Regions from separate parts of the Mus musculus genome. Here region 2 is linked to region 1. The links are chromatin contacts, called in public HiChIP or PLAC-seq maps. All regions are on one chromosome and are shown on one strand. The core of a region is the stretch at or near the end of the contact, and the rest is flanking DNA. Distances in the headings are between cores, read along the strand shown.

Evidence for each region. HiChIP or PLAC-seq counts read pairs in DNA pulled down with a chosen protein or histone mark.
Region 2: an H3K4me3 HiChIP or PLAC-seq map of neural progenitor cells shows a contact between it and region 1, with 7 times the contacts expected there. The contact joins the promoter of Maged1 here to the enhancer-like site in region 1. A contact is called at or near these places in 6 of 39 promoter capture datasets (the 3T3-L1 cell line, the HPC-7 cell line, embryonic stem cells and 2 more), 7 of 484 Hi-C or Micro-C datasets (cerebral cortex, cortical neurons, embryonic fibroblasts and 2 more), 19 of 115 datasets of contacts at active chromatin or transcription factors (the NIH/3T3 cell line, SST interneurons, VIP interneurons and 13 more) and 2 of 9 other capture datasets (adipose tissue and pancreatic islet).

What each region holds. Positions count from the first base shown.
Region 1 is chrX:94,457,043-94,463,159 of GRCm38.p6, reverse strand. No RefSeq gene overlaps it. Among named protein-coding and RNA genes, the nearest start is that of Gm24595, 5.0 kb to the right of the region's middle. Within about 2 kb of position 3,554, at least 14 of the 459 cell types and tissues checked have an H3K27ac peak or open chromatin away from gene starts, as enhancers often do. A contact at or near this core is called in neural progenitor cells, neural stem cells and oligodendrocyte precursor cells, where this site is marked.
Region 2 is chrX:94,537,445-94,544,412 of GRCm38.p6, reverse strand. Maged1 (melanoma antigen, family D, 1) reads left to right here and starts at 2,388. Exons shown (of 13, transcript NM_019791.3): 1 at 2,388-2,521; 2 at 3,089-3,162; 3 at 3,866-4,558; 4 at 5,132-5,806; 5 at 5,905-5,968; 6 at 6,150-6,229; 7 at 6,348-6,439; 8 at 6,658-6,737; 9 at 6,829-6,871. The coding sequence starts at 3,118.

The sequences.
Region 1 (6,117 bases), core at 2,305-4,804:
GAGAAAAGCAGAGCTGGTCCTTGAAATAAAGCCCTCTGGGAATAGAGATTTTAGCAAAGTGTTCCCGTTAAAAGAATTAGTAATTTCTAGAAATATATCGATCCCTGCGCCTAACAGATAGGAGGAGTGGAGGGGAGCAGAAAGGGATAGATGGAGGGAGGGAGGGAGGGAGGGGGGGGAGTAGAGGAGATGGAATGGGAAAGACAGGAAGAGGGAGAGTGGAAAGGCAGGGAGGGAGGGGGACACATCGGGAGGGGGGAGAGCAGGGAGGGAGAGAGAGAGAGAGAGAGAGAGAGAGAGAGAGAGAGAGATGGAGAGAGAGAGAGTATCTGCAGTGTATCACACTGAGACATGGCCTGGACCACATGATTCCTGTGGGTGAAGCTACCATGAAAAGTACTGGGGAATTTAATGAGAATCAATGCTGTTAGGGGTCCCCTGAAAATTGCTGCTTTTTGCTGTTTTGAACCTTATTGGTGGAGGAACCAGGAGTAGCTTTAATCAAGACATGGGTAAAGTGCCCTGTTGTCATGGAAAGCTGTAATGTGACACACACAGCAGGGACCCAGGCATCTTGTGCTCCTTCCCCTTGCCTTCCCCATCTCCCCTCAGAGAGGGTCTTCACCAAGGGACCCAGGCTGGACCTGAGATGGAAAGTCTCACATGTTCTCTGTCATTACCTAAATGAAAATTCAACCCATAGTCTATGGAAAAACCTCTGCAGTACAGACACTGACAATCTAACAGTAAATGGCTCCCTGCCTCCATGGCAACCTGAGGCAAGATATCCATTCTGTCTGGAGAAGAGGCTGTGCTCCTGCTCACTAAGGCATTGGCAGAGCTGCCTCAGTGATCTCTGGCAGGTCATGCTCTCCTCTGCTTTGGTTTCCTCCTTTGGGTCTCAAAGGCACACAGGAACAGAGCATCAGTGGGATGAAAGGAAGTAGGCATGTGTGCTTAGGTAGACAGGGCGACAGGAGTGAGGACAGCACATGGAGATGGCTGGGAGGTTTTGCCTGCTGGGCTCTATGGCTCCCTCCATGGCCATAGCAGCATCCTGATGTAAGGTCCAGAGCAGGGATCCTGGCCTCAGAGGGCTCAAGGTTTGAGTCCTTATACTGCTGCCTCCTGGCTGGGGGCCATCAGACCAAGTGGCTTCCCTCCTGGGGCCTCGGGTTCCTCATCTATGGAATGGGGAAGACAGATCACTATGCCCCTCTCTGCCGTGCAGATAAAGGAAGCATGTGGCAGACAATAAATTGTGTATGTATGGTCAAATACCAGCGCTCCATACTCAGCAAGCACTAGAACCCCTCGAATCCCACAATGTTTTTACTATTTACAATGGAGGAGGGGTCAGAGGGAGCAGGCCAGGCTGGAGGAAGAAGCTGTGTAGGAGCAGTCAGCCATCATAGCTACTGCTGCCTCAGACCTGGCCCATCCAGAGGGCTGAGGAAACACTGGCCAATCAGAATCTTGGACTGTTGGGTCAGGATGGAGTGTTGGAGTGTGTGTGTGTGTGTGTGTGTGTGTGTGTGTGTGTGTGTGTGTTTGCGCATGAGTGAGTGTTAAGAGCTGCAGTTGTGTGGAAGCCCTTTGTCTCCTGTTGATCAGAGTGAAGAATTGAGGCCTCTGGGGGGTCAGTGGTCTTAGTCAGGGCTTCTTTCTATTGCTGTGAGAAACACTGTGAACATAAACAACCTGAGGAGGGAAGGGCTTACTTCATCTTAGTTTCTAGTCCTTTTCCCAAGGAAATCAGGGAAAAGAGGAGGAGCCAGAGCCCTGGAAGGGTCCTGCACAGTCATGGCTGCCTCAATCTCCTGCTGTTTTGGAAAACAGGGCACAGGGCAATAATATCCTCTTTACAGTGGGTTACCATAGCAGATACTCAAGCACATGGTTGCATTTGACATGTCCAGCAGGGGCTTGGAATTCATGGGGGACATCCCAATGGTGTCAGCCATAGGGAAGGGCCTGCCAATGATAGCACAAGTTGGACCCTGAAGGTATCGGTGTCACACTGAATAGAACCTCATGGACTAGCCAGGGGTGAGACTGATGGTCTTTGTCTGAGTCCTTGATGCAAAACCTCAGCTTATGTCTCCTGGAATATGAATCTTGCTCCTTTGGAACAGATATTGTGATGTGGGCGGTCTGTCATTCCATGGGAAGAGGAAAGGGAACGTCCAGACACACTGTGCTCTCTCAAAATCCTCTGGATTAGAAAAAAAATGTCAGATCACTCTGAAGCAGAGCCCTATTAGACATAAGTCTAAATGGGATCTCCTGCCTGCTCTCCCACCTGAGCATCAAATCCATGCATAATGTCTAAGCCCTTTGCTACCAGAGTCCACATTTCCAACCCTGTAGCCAACCTGTAGCCCCGATCTCTTTTCGATTACTCCAGGGAAACTGACTGCTTGCCCCTTTCCTGAAGTCCCAGATCTCGGACACAAGCTCCCTTTAAGGGATCCTCAGTCCAAAACCCGATTAGTGTTTCTGTCCCACCTTGGTTAAGACTGGAGTCAGCTGAGTCCTCCCTCCCACCCCTCCCCTCTGTCAGCTCCACACATCTCTCCTGGCTTTGTCCGCAATGACTCCTTGAGACAGTGTTTTTCAAAGCTGTCCTTTGCCCCCGTTGTCTGAACACTAAGCCACTGTGTGTGCACGTGCCTCTGTGTGTGTCTTTGTATCGTATCCCTATCTCTGTGTTGTCTTCCAGCATGTCTCTCAAATTCAAGCTTCAACTCAGCCCTCTCTCGGTGCATTCCATGTGGGACTCTTGTGACTGGTTCCTCCAACTCAAGTACTAATCAAGTCTAGACATCTAGAATGCCCCTCTAGAGTTCCTTTTCATCATGTGTCTTCTCTGATTGCTTTCGTGTCTCTGTCACTGACAGCCTAGCCCCTCACACACAGCCACCTCTCCTGTCCCGCCTATACCCTCCCTCACCTCAGCAGAGATCCTGCTTTTACCCCATCCTTCCTCCTCCTCTCATCTTTAGGCTAACCCTCAGTATGGCTAGGACAAGCCCCAGTGTGTACCCAGAATACTCCAATGCCGATGACAAGGATGAAGTTCGGGACCAAGTCAGGGAGAAAGTGAAGGCAGCAACAGCTATGAAGGATTTGGTGTTCTTGGTGGCTTTGGCACCTTTAACAGCTTTGACATCCAACTTCTCAGAGCCTTGTTAGCTTGGGTAAAGGCCTTCACATGTTTTCAGTGAGCCCCAATCCTTGCCCACCTGATCATTCTGGTCCTTTTCCATGTTAGAGGGGCACAGATGAAAGAAAGGCAAGATTGGTACAGGCTTGCATAGGTTTCCCAAAGTTTTCCGGTCCTACTGGGAAAGGTCTAGGATGCTGTCTTAGCACAAGCCACAAGCATCCTAGAGTCCAAGACTAGCTTCTGGAAAAAAAGACTGTGTTTCCCAGAGAGCATGATGCCCGGCCCTCCCCCCTCCCCTTTTCCTGGCTTCTGGCCTTGCAGAATGAGCCCCGAGAACAGGAAAACCCTGTGCTGGCCCAGACACTGATGGAGGCACTCCAGCTGGATCCTGAAACCCTGGCCTGTGATGGGGAGACCCAAGCCTATGCTGCCAATATAGCCTCTGCCTCTAGCCCAGCTGCACGAGCTGCTGCAGCTGCTGCTTTTATGTCCTTCAGTTGGATGGTTACCAACCATCTGATGACTCCACAGTAGGCCCCAGGAGTCATCAGCCTATGACACACACCCCTCCTCGGGGTGGGGATACCCCTAAGATAACATTTGTCTTTTCATAGATCTCCCAGGGGTTAGTGGACAGTAATATGGCTGCTCCTAGAATTCCAGGAACAACTTCATCATCCCAGACCATCTCTAGTCCAGGAGGTTGCTATCAAGGGGCCAAGTAGGGCCTATGATTTCTCTCAGGCTCCAGAAGCCAGAGAGGTGGGTGCTATCCAGCCTCAGACAGTCTTCCTGGACCAGAATATATATATATATATATATATATATATATATATATATATATATATATATATATATATATTCTTTTTATTTTGAGACAGGGTTTCTCTGTATAGACCAGGCTGGCCTCGAACTTAGAAATCCGCCTGCCTCTGCCTCCCGAGTGCTGGGATTAAAGGCATAAGCCACCAAGTGTCAGTGGAATGGCCTTTTCGTGCTCCCTGAGATATGCTAAGGCCCAAGAGGCCACACCAGAGAGCCTCAGTGGTGTTTCTACGCTGTCCCAGACATCCCCTGCCAGGGAAGTGGCAAGACCATCAAGACTGGGGAGGCTCTGGTTCAAACAGGACAGGTAGAGCCCCAGAATGTTGTGGCCATAGTTGCTGCCAAAGACAGAGTACTCACAAACATCCTAGAGCCTGAAGGCAGCCACTGTTACCCAACACAGTGCTGAGCTCTGGCTCAGGATGAAAGGCAAGAGAACCAAGGAGCTGAGACCTCTCTGTCATTTGCAGTGTCTTGACTCCTACCCTTTCTCTCTCTCTCTCCCTCTCCCTCTCCCTCTCCCTCTCCCTCTCCCTCTCCCTCTCCCTCTCCCTCTCCCTCTCCCTCTCCCTCTCCCTCTCCCTCTCCCTCTCCCTCCCTCTCCCTCTCCCTCTCTCTCCCTCCCTCTCTCTCCCCCCCTCTCTCTCCTTTCTTCCTTTCCTATCCATTCCCCTCCCCTCCTCTCCCCTCTTCTCCCCTCTCCCTTCCCCCACCCCCTCCCTGTATGTCCATGTTTTTCCACCATACACATTCTTTAGCATCTTTTGGTGACTCCTCGTAGTTCCTATTCTCTGGTCTGGTTGAAGAATGTACCAGCCACTTCTTGTACTTCTCTTGCTGCCAAGAGCCGACATGGGTAAGATGTATATGAGGCACTCTTGCATAGAGAGTGTCAGGAAGCCCTGTCTGTGTCTGCCATTTCTGGTGTAGTTCAAGCACCTGGATGAAGGATATGAGAACAGTGAAGAGGAAAGAGATCCCGCTATGGTCGCCTCCACCTGGATGGAATCGCCAATGACAGACACTTCAGACTCCTAGGCCCCCCAGTGCCCATGAGTCCCAGATATCTGGAAGCAAGTGTTGCGTCCATCCCTGGGCAATATGACCCTAATGCAAAAGAGGGTAAAAAAATCCCCCCCTCCTGTTTCTTTTCTCTCCTCCCTCATGGGCTCTAACTCTGTGGTTACCCATGCCTTGATTTTCTCTGGTGTTCCTCTTCCTACTCCAGGCAAGTAAGTTGGTGAAATCCTTGATGATCAAGAACTCCAAGAAGGTACCCACCAAGTGTTCAGGCAGGCAGACTGTGCCTATGTGAGCACCCTTTTGCTTATGTACCTACTGTTTATGCTATGGTAGGTCATCTGGTCTCTGAGCAGAATTCAGAATGACTGCCTTCAGTTGGAATGACCAAAGGGCTGAGTCTCTGAGGCCCCTACTCAGATAAGGTACATTTGCCAAGCACCCCTGCATCCCGCAGACATGTTGAAGGATATCATCAGAGAATACAGTGAACATTTACTTAGGGCAAGACCTACCTACACTCTAGAAAAGCAGGGAGGGGGTGTTGAGCAGAGGGATGGGAAAAACTCCAAGCTATAGGAGCCCTTGGGCAGGCTCTGGGACACCAAGTCCAACTTTCCATTCTAATTGCTCTAGAGGCTGCCTCTAGCCCATCACTGCTTGAGCATCTATTATACTAGTAGTAGAGAGGGACACATGTGTCCTCCCTGTTGTCTCTCTGTCCTGCTCTCTGAGGGTTTCTCTGTCTCCTATGATAGATGCTACTCATTGTCTCTGCTTGTCCCATTTTCCCTTGCAGTCTCACACGGGTGTGAACTCCTGTCTGAGAGCTAAGACATCTCCTTAGCTGGGCTTGACTGTGCGTTACTACTCAGATCAGGGTGTGTATTCACTGGTTTCTCTGTAGGTAGAACTTTGGAATCCACCTGACAGAAATAGATAAGGGAAAATATCCATTCTTGGGTACACTAGGGATTCTTCTGCTGCCTTCTGGGGTGAGAAGTGGAAACAGAATGCTGCAGCCTTGTCCCTTTGTGGATTCTCTCAGGTAAACGGGAGTACAGGACTCAAGGGACCCAGTAAGACTCTCACTCTCAAGGAAC
Region 2 (6,968 bases), core at 1,139-3,638, 82 kb before region 1:
AAGAAGCTCTGTGCCTGAGCTTAAAAATGCTATATGAAAGGTAGCAGAAAAGCCTTAGCCACTGGCTCAGGGTGGTGAGGATTCAAAACTGATTACTTAACTTTGATAGCATTTAGATATTTCAATCCCCAATGATGAATATAAACTGTTGCCATAATGAATTATGTCTCTGTATATGACAAAAAAATAATACGTGAATTTATCGGGCAAAAAAAAAAATTTCCTCTCAGGCTTCTAGCTTTAGCAATGGGGTAGATTGTGTGATTCATTCATTTATCAAACAATCTTTATTGAGAATATAAAACGTATTAGGTAGGCATTGTTCTTCGTGCTGAAGGTACAACAACGAGTAAATTGGGCAAACTTCCATATCCATATCCCTAAAGAAACTCCCAATCTCATGTGACAAAAAGAACAAAACTAAAGGAAACAGTGGTGAGGATATACATACATATATATTCATATATATATGAATATATACATACATATATATTCATATATATATGAATAAATTTTGAAATAATAATTTTGAGAATATCAAGAGATATCCACCTGGAGAAGGGAGGGGACAGCAGGGTGCAAGTCCATAAGGTACAGGCTGGATCATGACTGAAGATACAGACGTGGAAGCAGAGAAAATATAAAATGGCACCTCAGACCTCCTTTCCTGAGTCTGATCACGTCCCACTGCAGACACTTTACAGAGGAAGTGCTGAGGAAAAACAGGCAGCTGACAGGGGAGGTTGCTATGCAACAGATGAGGGAAGTCATCCAGCCTGGCAGAATTGATGTTGGCCCTTGGGGACAAAATGCTGCAGTCCTTCCTAGCATTAGCCTTCTTTCCTATGCAGGCTCCTCACAGGAGCTGACGCCACAATAAATGGGAAACGCGCTAAGGTCTGCCCGGGACTTGGGAAACGGATGGGTTTGGATTGAGTCATTTCGCATCTGTATGCCATCTTTCTGCGTTTGTTTCCCCAGCTGTCCTGGAAGCACAGCTGGCTGTGTGTCCTTGGGCACGACCCTCTTTGCGGGATTCCTGTTTTGGATAGTAGTGAGTAAACCAGGCTCAGAGAAGTCCACTAAAGTGTAGTGACTATATCTCAGGGGACTCACACAGCGAGGGACAGATAGGGCAGACACTCCTCCCGGAATTCTAAAGCCAAGGCCAGCTTCATTCTGCAAGAACAAGGCAGACACACCTGAATGCTCTGGCCGCTCCAGCAGTCACCAAGAAAGCCTGCGGTCTCGCTCCTGGAGACTGCCTACTAAGAGGAGCACAGAACGAACCTAAAGGGTCCCCACACATGCCAGGCCTCCTAGAACACAAGCCTTATTCCCATGGAACAAATATTGGGGAGAGGACAGCTTGTTATTCCAATAGAGGTTGAAGGAGTGCCCCTGTTCTCAGACTAGATTTTACACTCAGGAAAATCCAGGCCCCTCATGGATGGTTTTGTTTGTCTTTTAGATCAAGTCTCAGAGTTGCACAGCTGGCCTGGAACTCAGGGCTTTCCCTGAGTCCCCAGAGTGCTGGGATTACCAGCCTGCGCAGCGGTGCTGGGGCAGGTTCTGGCCTTTCTGTGTGGTACCAGCTCAATGCCCCGGGCTTCTGCATTAGCTACCTGGTGTGTTAAATGAGAATGTTGCACTCCATCCATCTCCCTAAAACAGCCTGCAAGAAAAACAAGCCCCAGGGCAGACCCCACAGCCCAACGCCTTTCCCTCACCTCTCTAACCCAGCCCTCAAAAAGGGTTTCGATGGGCAAAAACTGCCAAAAGGGCGAGAGAAAAAGCTCATTTTCTGAGTCCAGTGAGAGGAAACCTATAGATCCCCCCCCCCCCCGGGCGACCCTTGCTCCGGTATCTCTGCAATGGTTTTTTTTTTTTTTCTGGCCTTTAAGGTTTCTGCGTCGTAGAGTGGGTGAACTCAGCAGAGGCCTAGCATGTTTCGAAATAAGAGACCCCCGCGGGGGGCCTACCTACGGGGCTCTGCACACGGGGGTGGGCGGGAGCTGCGGACCTGGCTAGAGAGAGTTCGGGAAAAAGGGCGGGACTGAGCATAGACGCATTGCGGAGAAAGGTAGGGGGCTGGTGTGTCGGGCCAGGGGGTGGGACCGAAAGGCGCTGCGCATCTGTTGAAGGAGTGGATGCGTAAGGAGAAGGGGAGGAGGAACCTTTGTCCACTGTCAACCTGGTTGGCGGTGGGATAGTGTGCTGGCAAGGAGGCGGGCTCTCCTCCAAGTGCACATGCGCAACAATGGCTCTGGGATGAAGCTTTTGTTGGGAAAGCAAGCGGGACTCTTATTTGGACAGTGATCTGCTGCGCATGCGCGGCGCGTCCAGAGGCGGTGGGTGGTATATTAGGCGGAGAGGCGGGGTCGCCCGAGCTGCCGCGCTGGCATTTTCTCCTGGACGCGGAGAGAGTGCGGGTGCCGAGAGCCGGACAGAGCCATTCCCGATCCTCTTGAGTCGCGAAGAAGGAAACAGCGAAGGGATTGGGGTTCGGCCCTGAGGCAAGGTGAGGTTCGCCCCCAGACGGGGCATCTGCCCCCCTGGCGCGGCGTCCTTCCGCCATTCTTTTCTCCCAGTCCCTTCACCCTGGATTCGGAAGCCCCCTGCTCTGCCTGCTCCCGGATTCAGACCCTGCTCCCGACCCTTTTCTAATTTGAAACTCCGTCCGTCCCCCTGAATCTTTTCTCCAGTTCCCTCCCCGAATCCTATTTCCCGACCTTGATCCCGTTAGATGGTTCCTCTGAATTCAGAACCTTAATTCAACTTTTCGGACGCCCGTGTCTCCCCGCTCGCCGCCCTCCCTCCCCGCCCCCGTAAACTACCGCATCCACAGCTCCTCTCTGACTCCAAAACGGCAGCGCTGAAGCTTTTCCCTGGCCGCGTCTGAGATTGGAGATGGTCTAGCGGGACGACCGGTTACTTTTCCCGCTCCGCTTAGGCCTGGTTCTCCCCCCGGACTCGGCACCTCACCCGCCCCCAGAATCAAAGCACACACGCACACAGAATTCGGTCCTATGTCTTTTCCTTCTGTAGTGTAATGCCCAGCTCCTCTCTCCCACACCCCCCCCCTTAGGCTCTGCTCTTGCCAGGGAGACGAGAGCTATGGCTCAGAAACCGGACGGCGGTGCAGGCCTCCGCGGCTTCCAGGTGAGGACCCCGCTCCCAATTCCCCCATTTTTCCCCTGCTGACAGTTTACGCCCACCCCCGGCCCCTTAGGTCGCGCGAATGGCAGGATCTGATTTTGCCCTTCTTCCGGCCTAGACACCGCGGGCTCTCAGATTTCTAGCGTTTATCGAATGGGGGGGAGGGGCGGCCCTTTTCAGCCATCGGTCCCTGCTTAGAGAAAGGGGAGACCCTGTTAGTCAGGGCATTCTGCCCAGAGAATGCGGGTTGGGTAAGGAACCATTTTTTTTCCATAACCCTGACGCGTGTAGAGCAGTCTGTCGCCCCATCCCCCAACCTCTCGCCTCCACCCTCCCTTTCTCCACGCCGCGAGACTCCCCCTCCACCCTCTCGGCTTATCCTCCTTGATTCCTCCCTCCTCGGGTCTTGAGCTCCCCACCTCAAGCCTAACCAGTCCGTCTCTAAACCCATTTGGGGCTCAGAGCTTGCACCACATTCCGCACCAGCCCCTGCTGCCACAGACTGTCCCTCACCTTGCCCTGCCCCCTCTACCCTTAATTAAATTTTGTTCGCGCCCCGCCTCCCTTTGACCCGCCTCTGCCCCCACGTCTGAGTACTGTGACGCCTGTCTACAGCTCCCCTGCTGCGTTGCGCCGCGCCCCCCCCCTCCTCTGGTCTGCCATGTAAGGCTCAGAGATTGAAATGTTGCCCCTCCTGTGTTTGCAGGCTGAGGCCTCTGTTGAAGACAGCGCCTTGCTTGTGCAGACCTTGATGGAAGCCATCCAGATCTCCGAGGCTCCGCCCACCAGCCAGGCCACAGCAGCTGCCAGTGGGCCAAATGCTAGTCCCCAGAGTTCACAGCCCCCAACTGCCAATGAGAAGGCTGATACTGAGGTTTCAGCAGCTGCTGCCAGGCCTAAGACAGGCTTTAAGGCCCAGAATGCCACCACAAAGGGGCCAAATGATTACTCTCAGGCACGTAATGCCAAGGAGATGCCCAAGAATCAGTCTAAGGCGGCCTTTAAGTCACAGAATGGCACCCCTAAAGGTCCACATGCTGCCTCTGACTTTTCCCAGGCAGCACCCACAGGCAAATCAGCTAAAAAGTCTGAAATGGCCTTTAAGGGTCAGAATAGCACTAAGGCTGGCCCCGGTACCACCTACAATTTCCCTCAGTCTCCCAGTGCCAATGAGATGACCAACAACCAGCCTAAGACAGCTAAGGCTTGGAATGACACTACTAAGGTCCCTGGAGCTGATGCCCAGACCCAGAATGTAAATCAGGCCAAAATGGCTGACGTAGGGACCAGCGCAGGTATCTCTGAAGCTGATGGTGCAGCAGCCCAGACATCAGCAGATGGCTCCCAGACTCAGAACGTGGAGTCCCGGACTATAATTCGGGGCAAGAGGACCCGCAAGGTGAGATCCCAGCTAGCTTCCCTTTGCTTTGGGCTCTCTCCTTTCTTCCAATTTCCTTGGCTCCAAACACAATAAAGGGCATGGATTTATCTGTATTTTGGCACAGTTGTAGGGGGTGCTAAGGTAACTATTATTCCTGAGCCCAGGTTGTCCACAGGCTGATGATGAGTTGATACAAGGACACAGGCAATATGTGTGTAGGCCATCTTACATTTTGACATTAAACACCATGTCTTAAGCTAGGCAGGCTCACACAGAATCAATTAGATCTTGAAGATGTACCTCACTCTCTAGAGAGAACAGAGTCAGGAAGAAACGAGTTCAGGGTGAAACCAAGCACTGTCCGTAGTCACACAGGAAAAGGAGAAATCTAGGTCCCACTTTCTGTTTGTTTGTTTGTTTTTTCCTTTGTCTGGTTTGGAGATGAAACGCCTGTCTGAAAGACAAAGAGAATCAAAGTGACCAGTGGCTAGTGAGGTGTAGGTGAAGATTCCTAGGTACTTCCTAAGATAGCAACTGGGAGGACCCAGGATTAATAGTGACCCTGAAATTTTCTTCTCTCTAATTATACAGGTTAATAACTTGAATGTGGAAGAGAACAACAGTGGGGATCAAAGGCGTGCCTCACTGGCCTCAGGGAACTGGAGGTCTGCTCCGGTTCCAGTGACCACTCAGCAGAACCCACCTGGAGCACCCCCTAATGTGGTGTGGCAGACACCACTGGCTTGGCAGAACCCATCAGGCTGGCAAAACCAGACAGCCAGGCAGACCCCACCAGCAGCACGTCAGAGTCCCCCAGCTAGGCAGACACCATCAGCTTGGCAGAACCCAGTTGCATGGCAGAATCCAGTGATCTGGCCTAACCCAGTGATCTGGCAGAATCCAGTGATCTGGCCAAACCCCATTGTCTGGCCTGGCCCAATTGTCTGGCCAAACCCAATGGCCTGGCAGAGTACACCTGGATGGCAGAGCCCACCCAGCTGGCAGGCTCCACCTAGTTGGCAGAGCCCTCAAGATTGGCAGGGCCCTCCAGATTGGCAGGTACCACCTGACTGGTCAATGCCTCCTGACTGGTCCTTTCCCTCCGACTGGCCTTTTCCACCTGACTGGATCCCCGCCGACTGGCCAATTCCACCTGACTGGCAGAACTTACGACCCTCACCTAATCTGAGATCCTCCTCCAACTCTCGTGCCTCACAGAACCAGGGTCCTCCACAGCCCCGAGATGTGGCCCTTCTTCAGGAAAGAGTAAGTGCTGTGCCTCTCCACTTAGTTTACTGCAGTCCTTCCATTTATAACCGGCGGCCACGTTTTCTACAAACATCATTTTAATTACTTCTCCCCAGGCAAATAAGTTGGTCAAGTACCTGATGCTTAAAGACTACACGAAGGTGCCCATCAAGCGCTCAGGTAGGTCGTTCTGTCCTTGATGTCCTTGATAGGGGCATCTTTTGCTTATTCTGTCCCCTCCCTCCCATAGCTGCTGATTGTACTTGAGAAGAACCTGACTGGGCTACCCTCAGCAGGGCTGGCACAGGGGCTGGCACTGGACGGTCCAGCTCACTCCAGGTGCTTCCCTTCTCTCCTACAGAAATGCTGAGGGATATCATCCGAGAATACACTGATGTCTATCCAGAAATCATTGAGCGCGCATGCTTTGTCCTGGAGAAGGTAAAGAGTCAGACCTGAGAAACAAGAATGATGGCAAGGACAGGGCTTACAGGGCTGTGACTGCCTGCCTATTGGTAGGTTATCCTAACTGCCGTCATTGATCGGTTTTCTTCTGTAGAAATTTGGAATCCAGCTGAAGGAAATCGACAAAGAAGAGCATCTGTATATTCTCATCAGTACCCCTGAGTCCCTGGCTGGCATACTGGGAACGTAAGATGGGAAAGGAGATGGAGTATGGTCTTTCTAAGTGATGCTTTTTTCCCCTAAGAGTCTCAGTATTCAGTCACATAGGAGGTCATGGGCAGAGTGGGGGCATAATGATCTCTGCTGAGGAATACTGGAGAAGCTAAATTGGTAAGCTTGTGGGGTTTTTCATGCAGATGGCTGCTGGGTATGTATATATCTATATTCTTTTTATACTCCTCTAGGACCAAAGACACACCGAAGCTTGGCCTCCTCTTAGTGATTCTGGGCATTATCTTCATGAATGGCAACCGTGCCACCGAGGGTAAGTGACTGACCTTGGAGCTGGGGCTTGGCTACAGTCTGATTTCCATGCTCACTTTCCATGCCTTGTCTCCTCTTGCCTCCTATCACAGCCGTCCTCTGGGAAGCACTGCGCAAGATGGGACTACGTCCTGGGTATGATTGGGCTCTTTCATCTCAAGTATCATTTAGCAGCAGGGATGCTACCAGAATTGCATTAACCTGGTGGTCTTGGGGGAGTCTAAATTATGGT